2 separate regions of the Anser cygnoides genome follow, and region 1 is linked to region 2. The links are chromatin contacts, called in public Hi-C maps. All regions are on one chromosome and are shown on one strand. Each heading gives the region's core, a stretch centred on a gene start, on an enhancer-like site or on the middle of the called end of the contact. The rest is flanking DNA. Distances are from core to core; before and after follow the strand shown.

Region 1 (4,319 bases), core at 577-3,076, 84 kb after region 2:
TTTTCTGTGTTAAGTTGTACTGTAAGGAATATAACCTAGGACAGAGGTCTCATTGCCTGTCAGTAATTTCACAGGACGGACAGGCCACACAGAATTGATTTTTGCTAATTGAAGGTAAGCAATTATTTCTCTGTGTACCCGCAAGCGTACGTGTATCTGCTAGACAAAATGCTTGCCACATGCAGTAATTTTTCTTTTGAGGAAGAAATATTTCTACAGCAAACTTTTCCAGCTTTGCTCCGCTCACGCTCAGGTTTACTTGCTGAAAATATCCATATCTAAGTCAATCACACTTAGATGCCAAACAAAATATAAACAATAAAAAATGTGTCAGCCAAAAAGCTACAGGACTGCATCCAATCACTGAATAAGCCTTATCGTTGTTTCCATCTTCATTCACAATTTATGAATACTTCAGTCCTTTTGAATTACAATGCTTTCTAATTGTCGAATAACTTAAATCGCATTTATTTATTCGCCGTGCAGCTATAAGCGCGTCGCTGCCCGCTTAATTACCGTACAGCGCGAGACGCCACTTTCGCACGTTTTCGCCTTCTTTAGCTATTTGTTGCGCCAATGTGGAAGCAAGCCGCTATCGCTTAATCAGTTTACATCACATCCTCCTAAGACAGACTTTCACAAAAGCTTCTCAAAACTATCCTCTGCCTTCTGCCCACGGCGTTTCACCCCCCCCCCCCCCCCCCCTCCATCTCCCGGCCGGGCGCCCCCTCCCCAGCGCAGCCCCGGCGGCGACCTCCCCTCGGCGGTCGCGGCCGGGCACCTCGCGGCCCCCAGACCCCAAACCCGCTCGGGGGGACCCCGGCCGGGACCCGCGGCGCCCCGTCCCGCTGCCCCCGCTGCCTGCCGGCGGCCAGCCCCGCGGTGAGCCCCGCGGTGAGCCCCGCGCTCCGCCGCGGATGCTGCGCGCCCGGGAGGCAGCCGCGTCCCCCTCGCCCCCGCCGCTGGCAGGCTGCGCGCCGCTAATTAAGCCTAAGACGGGATCACTTCGCGCCAAGAGCGCGCTCACTGCCTTTTTTTTTTTTTTTTTTTTCGGTCAAAAACAGCACTTTTCCTTTTAAAGGCTTTCGTTAGGTTCCGCGTACGCCGGCGGGCTGAAAAGACCGCGGAGCGTTTGATTCCAATCAAATCAATACTTCTCGAACCTGCTTTTTAGCGTAATTACTCTCATTTCCATTCTGTTAACCTTTGACTCCTTATGCACTAGCAATTAACAGCATTTGTCTCCGAGTGACACTTTGAATGGATCTCCCCAAAACAATGGCCTGGTACAGTTGATCCTCCAGTATTCCCCTCCTGCGAGAGGAGTTTGGATCTGACAAGCAGTTACAACTGCGCGTTAACCCGTTACCACTACTAGCAATGACTCATTAACAACTCACACAAATATAAAAAAGCACGTGAAAATAAGTAAATAAACGAATAAATAAATGAAATGAAACAAAATGTGTCTATACCTGAGTGAGACAGATTGGAGAATACATCATGACTTCGCTTTGAGACCACGCTGCCCGGAGAGCCCCTAAGAAAAAGCCTCAAAAAAGGAATAATTTCATCTATTCATTTTACAGTCATCTGAGACTCAAGGAAGATGAAATCAATCAGGACGGGGCTCTGCCCTGGATCACAACTTCACAACAAACCCCGTTCCTCCTTAAATAGCCAAAGATTCAAGTTCACTCCGTGTGCTAGATTTCCCGGGGTGAAATCCAATCTACACTTTTAACCCTCTTGTTGTCGGCGGCGCAGGAGTCTTGGTTTTGCTGCTGCTGCTGCTGCTGCTGCTGGTTGTTTTGCAGATGAGGGGGGAAGGACTCGAGCGGGGGGGGGGTGGGGGGTGGGCGGGAGGATTTTTTTTGTTTGGCTTTTTTTTTCTTTTATTTATTTTTTTTTTTTAAGAAGTTGGTGGTGGGTTATGGTGGGTTATTATGGCACTGTCACCACGCTCTCGAAAGTTCAAGGTTACAGCCCGGAGCGGCGCAGGAAAATCCCGGAGCGATGGCAGGCGAAACTTTGCACGGCAGCGACCATGTGTGCGGGAGCGAGCCGGAGCGAGCGTGTGCGTCCCCCAAGGGCGGAAAAGCTCCGCAGCGCGCAATCTCCGGGCTCCTCTCGCGGCTGCCGCTGCCTCCTGCTCCCTCTGCCTATCCGCTCCCTCCGCCCTCCCTCCCGCTCTCTGTGGGTAATGTTAAGAGACTGCTTTCCAAACGCCCACTATAATAAAAATGATCTCTTGAAAATTCAAACGATAAATCTCTCCCTCGCTCTCCCTCCCTATTTGTTCGCGCGCAGTCTCCCCCTTGGCTTTTCCTCTCACTGTTCAAAACTTGGAAGTTGAAAAATTCACCGGTTACACCCTCTGGACCCCGTTCCAGCTCCCTCCCCAAATGAGACTTAAGTATTTTTTTTTTTTTGTAATTATTTAATTACACAATCATCCCTTACACTCCTCCTCCTGCGAACACATTCCTTGTCCACCGGATCCCCCTCCCCTGCCCTCCCTCTTTATTAATCACCACCTAACGCCGCAGAAGGAACGAGCACGTTTTGCAAACATCCCTCATCTTCCCTCTCCGGTGGGAAAAAAAAGTTGCGGCGGCGGCTGAGGGAGGGGGGCACGGGGTGGGGATTTGGGGGGGATCGGGCTGCCGTCTGCGGGGGGGTTCTTTTCCTTCCCCCTTTCGGGGTACGACCTCGGCCCCCGCGGCAGCGAGGGAGCTGCAGCCCCGGGACGCGTTTTCTGGCCAGGCAGGAGGCTCGGCGGAGGGAACTTGCCCGGTGTGCCCCTGAATGCACGGCGGGGCTGGGGACGCGGCGTGTGCCTCCACCCGGCACCGGCGCTGCCTCTGCCGGTGGCGGCTCTGCGGTGTCCTGGAGGGACCACGGGCTTCCTCTTTCCCAAAGTGAGAGTTTATTCACGCCAGGCATCTCACGACGACACATCAAGGAAAGTAGGCAGGTTCAAGTCAACCATGAAATGGTCACTTTTTAACCCCGTCCTGTCCTCATTAGGGAAATGCTCAAACACAGCCCATTTTCAAAGAGGGCTCTTAATGAGGGGAGCTTGCCAAGTCTACCAGCTGCAATTCACATAAATTTACAAACCAAAAGGAGAAGGGGGAAGGGCGGGGGAAAGAGAGAGCCCGTGCAAGACAGGTAATGTCAAAGGAAACAGCTAGAGCCCAGCGCATTAACCCTTGCGGGGTCCGCCCCGCACCTCGGACTCTGGCTGCACTTGCAGAGTCCCCTCGGATTTGCAGGGTTCAGCCGGCACCCACGGTTGTTCCTTTCCGCAGACCACATTAATAAGTGACAAGTTCAGAGCACGCACTCGGGCGGGAAAGGATGAGGCAAATTCGGGGTTAACGACAGCGAGCACATTTATTCTCCTATCTGGTGGAGAATACCCCCCAAATCCTATCATCTCTTCCTTCACCCAGACACTGCAAAAAGCTGATAACGCCAGCTTTAAATACCGGAGTTTCCCTTTGAATAAATATTCAATTTAACTGGAGTTAATTTACCATAAAAGACATTCCCCTTGGCACAAATGCACTGATGTCCTTGAACACACCTCTCTGAGCGCTTGAACTCTTACACAACAAGCCGTTATTGCGGACCTGATCTAAAGCCACAATAAGCCCTCCCCAACCCCCTCCTCCTTCACACTCCTCCACGAGGACCAAGGTGAGACCCTAGCCCCACGTCGGCTGCCCTGAGAGCTGCAGAGGCTTCAGAAGCCTGCCCTTCCCCAGGCAGGGTTCACAGGAGGCCCCACATCCTCTCAGGTCCAGGCCAAGGGCCAGCTTTGAGGCAGAAACTGACAGCAAGAAATGCTTGGCAGAGTCCTGGCAGTGAGGAAAGACGAGGGCAACAAAGCAAATGGAGCAAGGAGTGAGGTAGGGAAGACACCAAGCTGGGCGCTTTCTGCAAGGGGAAGTCACGGAGAGGCTGGGTTTGTGTCCCCACGGGTGGGAGCCCTTTTGCATCCCAACCCAAAGCAGACCAGGAGGGGATGGGGAGCCGAGCGCTGCAGCCTGTGGTGGTGCTGCTGGGACAAGACGGAGCAGGCCCCACACCTGAAGGCATGCTGAGGGGAATGGAGCTGCCTGCCCAACGGGGCTCCAGAACCATCCTCTCCTGCACGTCCCCTAGGAGGCAAGGTGGGCACGGTGCGGGTTGTGACAGCAGCTGTAGCGTCTGGGCCTAGGCTTGCACAGAGACCTTGTGCAAAAGCTGTCCATTTGCCTCCAAGTCCTTACTCACATCAACCCTGGGACAGATGGTCTTGATCCTCACCA
Region 2 (4,638 bases), core at 376-2,875:
TGATATCCTTTCACTCACATTTAGATCAAACTTTCTATTCATGAAAACTCAAGTAGTTAATTTCATTTCATACAGCTTTTGGGCTGTACCGCACCCATTTAAAAACCTCCTGGTAAACTATGCCTTCAACAATGCTCACAAATGCTGTCCCTTATACTTACTTCCTTATCTTTCCTTTCCTCATTGAAGCCAGAAGTTAAAATCCTTGACCCAGTCCCAATCATGTTTCTGCACTTTAACTGAAAAAAACAAGTAAAGGCACTTAGGTGCTCTTTACTAGTCATCAGCCTGCACCATCCTACCACTTCCTTGCCCTACATGTGTGCAAACCAACACTGAACGCTCTGTGAGGCAGAAATCATCTTCTATGCTGCTGTGAGACAACCAACAGCCTTTCTTCTGCTGCTGCTACAGCACAATTATCAACAAAAGCAAGTGGCTTGGCCTAGAAATACCAATGCCAAAATGAAAGCATACAAGATAGCAATTGCTTGCATGCTAGTCCAAATTTCATGACTACAGAAGTCTCAAAACACTTCCAAAACAATGCAGTCTTTCCATACTCCTTAGTTTGTCCAAGCTGAACCGATCCTTTGAAATATGAATCATCCCTGGAGAACATGCTAATCTAAATCCATTACTCAGCTAACACTTTTTTGCTTAAACCCTGAATACAAATCCTCCATACCAAGAGCTATAAATCCACTACAGGAGTATAAGATCCTGAACGCTAAGAAGGAATCAATATTTTGGCCTTTCAAATTCTCACTGAACCTTTTCACTCCAGCAAAATGCAAAAGGATTACAAAGATTTACTTTAATGTATTTGATACTGAGTAGAAAGATATTACCTAATGTGTCTTCTTATATTATAAAACATTAACCAGTTTCACAAAATCTATTAACTCATCTTATTATGAAATCCTGTAACCTCCAATGTTCTGAAGTTTGCAGAAATAGATTTTTGGCTCCTTTTCGCATGTCTGAGGCTGAATAATGCTCATGATACAAAATTATTTTTCTTTTACTCTGTAAGAACAATTATCACAGCTATCACACAATTATTGCAATTACATTCATAAGAACTGCTGTTCAGAGCTGTTCTCTATAACAGCATTCTGTGAGGCTGGGAACATTTGTCTTTTCTAATGATCACCAACACAAATGTCCTTTTGTAGGTCTTTAAGTGATTTCATTTCTTTCTATTAATATCCTGTTACTTGCTTTGGGAGAAACCAAAGGAGACAGGCCCCAATTAATATATACTTTTAAAGCAAAGGCTTTTAGTGAAGCCAGAGCTAAGGCATTTTAAAACAGGAATTGACACTTCCCCTTTATGACAGCCTAACATTTTCAATGTGCCTTACTAAATGGATAGAAAGCCCCCAAAATACTTCAGATCTGTGTTTCATAAACTGTACTCTAAGAGAAGTAGCAATAAAGTTTATTACAGACCTAAAGTATCTGCATAAACCCGGTTAATTGAAAAGTGGGTGGAGAAGGCTGCCAAATTAAATGTTTACATTAGCACAGCTGTATTGTAAAAACATTCTGCCCCCTGCGCTTTGTAATTATAAGATATTTCTGGACTGTGTATCTCTACAAAGTTTATCTCTACTGCCAAGAGTGTTTTGGCACAGAGCGTCTGCAATTTTTGGCAGCCAGAAAGCTCTCAGCGCAGGCAGTATCTAAAATGGCTGCCAAACAGTTATCCTGAAATGTCGTCGACCTAGTGTCGTCCTGTGCGAAGGGCAAAAGCCAAAGCTGGTTTTAAAACTGCCTGATTGTCTCAAATGAAGCAGAGAACTCAGCTTCCCCTCACACGCAGGACCTGGCAGCACAGGTTCGTGGTACCGTGCTCCCAGGACACTGGAAGAGGGAGGCAGTGGGAAAGCAGACTGGCTGCAGGGAGCACTGGGAAAAAAGGACCACTGGGAAGAGGAGGGAGAATGGGTTTCCTGAAGGGAAGCGAAATTTTATTGTTTTAAATTATGCATGAATCGTAATACTCTCGCCCTGTGCCAGCAACACATACGTTGAGATCTTTGCAAAGCACAGCTATTCTGCACTCTGTCGCCAGGCGCTGGTGGAGTCCCAAGCACCTGAGACATCCTTCATGCTGAACGCATTTGCCTGCTTTTAAAGCAAATCTCTTTTCCAAGCAGCCAGCAACAAGGTACAAAATCATTCCACACATCTTGTCCTTGCAATGCCTGCCTCTCTGATTTGCTAGGGACCACTCTGTCTTCCCTACTCTTAGCAAGAACCAGGAAGACTTGCCTGTTTTGTCTTAAGCCTGAATAACAAAGATGGGAGAATGTTCTTTCACTATGACCATCATTAAATCAAATAAAATGGAGGGACTGTTTGGGCCTACTTACTGTTCTGTAATCATAACCAGCCTTGACTGCAGCAGAGACATTTGAAACTTCAGCAAAGATCACTGTTTTCTTATTGCTCACTCAACAGTTCCTCAAGTGTGTTTTACCATGTAGTTTGGGTAATGACAGGGGATACTTGAGTGTATTGTGACACTTCCACTGAATTTTCTTTAAAAATTTATAGAACTCTACAGGGATTTTATCATCAGTTGCAATTAAAAAGAGAGTAAGAAGTTGGTTCCACAGAAGACAGGCCATTAGAAGAATCTCAAACTCACTCACAGACATTATGGGAATAGAAAGCTGGCCTTGTGGGTGCTCCCCCTGTCTATTCTCTGTTTTGAACTTCCCTACCTTTATACAGTAACATCTGAACAGAACCGTTTTATGAAAATGCTAGTCAACTGACCCATGAGCTGCTTGTTTTCTGTGGCTGCATTGCTGCCTCAGAAGACTTCAGAAGGCCCAATCGGTTATTTATAAAACATATATTTCATCTCTAAGCTGTTCTACCCTATTGAGCAAATCTTTGTCCCTGTAAATACAAAGGACATTCACTGTGCTAGTTCTGTCCACTCGATAGGCTCCTGAATTTGGGGACTTTCACCTTCTGTTTAATTAGTAATCAGGGTCAAAGTCACACAGCTATGTAATGCTGGTGTCCTTGGAAGTACCAGTGAGCTGGGGTTAAGGTTCCAAAGAGCATGAAGACTGCGTTGGCATGCAATTTCAATTGGTCCCTCTTCTATTAATATTTAATAAGTACACCTTTAAACTGCCCTCTAAAAAAAAAAGAAAAAAAAAAAAACAGCTACCAAGCAATTATGTTCAAAACATTTTATCACTCAGATACGCACAGGGACACCTTCTTTGCCACTTGCATTTGCCAAATAATCTGTCATGGTTAATCTCCTGCATGTAAAACACTATCCTTACAAAATAATGTAATTTTCTCAAATACAGGTCATTTTCCCCATGGAAACACCAAGTACTTAGTTTAGTGAAACTCCCCACATTTCTCATTTTTACCTCACTGGACTGTAAGAAATATTTAAAGTGCATAAGAAAATACATTTCTGTTAATTTGTTAAGGAATAAAAAAAAAAAAAAAGTCTTCTCAGGCTCAAATTCCAAGGTTTCACTTTAGCTGACCAATCTGATGTCAGGTCAGCAAGCAAGGATAAAGGCTACTGTATGTTAGCATGAAATTCTGCACTTTCATGCTGTAAGCAGTAAGAAAGTGAGATTTAACACCCCTGGGTTTCAAATGGCTCTGAAATTCTATTTACCATAATATATATATATATATATATTCATACATATATATTCATGCAGTAATTCTTATGCTGCAGGAAACATCTCTACATATTAGCAGTCCTACTTGTGTATTTAAAAAGGTCTCTACAACTTGTTTCACATTTTCACTGTCAATGGAACCTAGGTTTCTGAAGTGTTCAAAGGAAAAAAGAATGAAGGCATAATATTTTTATTGACAGTTGCTGTTTGCCTATGATTGCTTCCTTTCGCTAAGAATTATCAAAACAGGAAAAATCAAAGGATTTCTTCTATCAGGAGCATCACTACAGATGTTTCAACTTAACAGAAATGTTGTGAGCAAGACCTTCACTTGCTTTGCATTCCTTAGCTAATGGCTAGCTCTAAATGCTGTACAAATCTATTGGAAGAGAACACTGAAATATGTACTTGATTCAGGAAAATGAGGAGACAAAAGTTACCACAAGTTAATTCTCCTTCTTGCATCAACTTTTTGTTTATTTTTCACATCTAAAGATCTCTGATGTATCTCACCTAAAGTACACAAAAGCTGTAAGTGGAAAACATGGCTGCATAGACAGATGCTCAGAAGTGAAGATGTCACAATCAATGTTGGGAATACAGTTATTTCTTAGCTCTTTGGATAACGTGCAATAGCAATTCTTGTAGTCCTTTGTTCATATTTTCCATCAAATTAGTATAATGTCTTAAATATTTGTGCATTAACAACTTATACAAACTTAGAAAGAAACTAAATTAAAGCTGCACATGCAGCACCTTTGCATGTATGTATGTGTAAAAAAGACATATTGGTTGGACATAGAGTCTCTGTTAGCATCAGAATGCCTCCATTTTAATTGGAAACTGCATTCATGAGACCAAATCTTCCATCGGAGATGATCTACTGAATGAAGCACCTTCTTGGGAGCTTTGTTAACTTACTGCAGACATCTATGACCTGCCTAAGCTGTATCAGGTCTGT

Evidence for each region. A called contact is a pair of places that touch in the nucleus more often than the background predicts.
Region 1: a contact with region 2 is called in a Hi-C map of liver, with 2.7 times the contacts expected there. The contact joins the promoter of NFIB here to the enhancer-like site in region 2. A contact is called at or near these places in 3 of 7 Hi-C or Micro-C datasets (granulosa cells and liver).

The regions. Positions count from the first base shown.
Region 1 is chrZ:54,587,213-54,591,531 of Taihu_goose_T2T_genome, forward strand. NFIB (nuclear factor I B) reads right to left here and starts at 1,827. Exons shown (of 12, transcript XM_048049797.2): 1 at 1,476-1,827. The coding sequence starts at 1,505.
Region 2 is chrZ:54,503,381-54,508,018 of Taihu_goose_T2T_genome, forward strand. The region is part of intron 2 of NFIB (nuclear factor I B); the gene reads right to left. Among named protein-coding and RNA genes, the nearest start is that of NFIB, 83 kb to the right of the region's middle. Within about 2 kb of position 1,626, at least 3 of the 3 cell types and tissues checked have open chromatin away from gene starts, as enhancers often do. A contact at or near this core is called in liver, where this site is marked.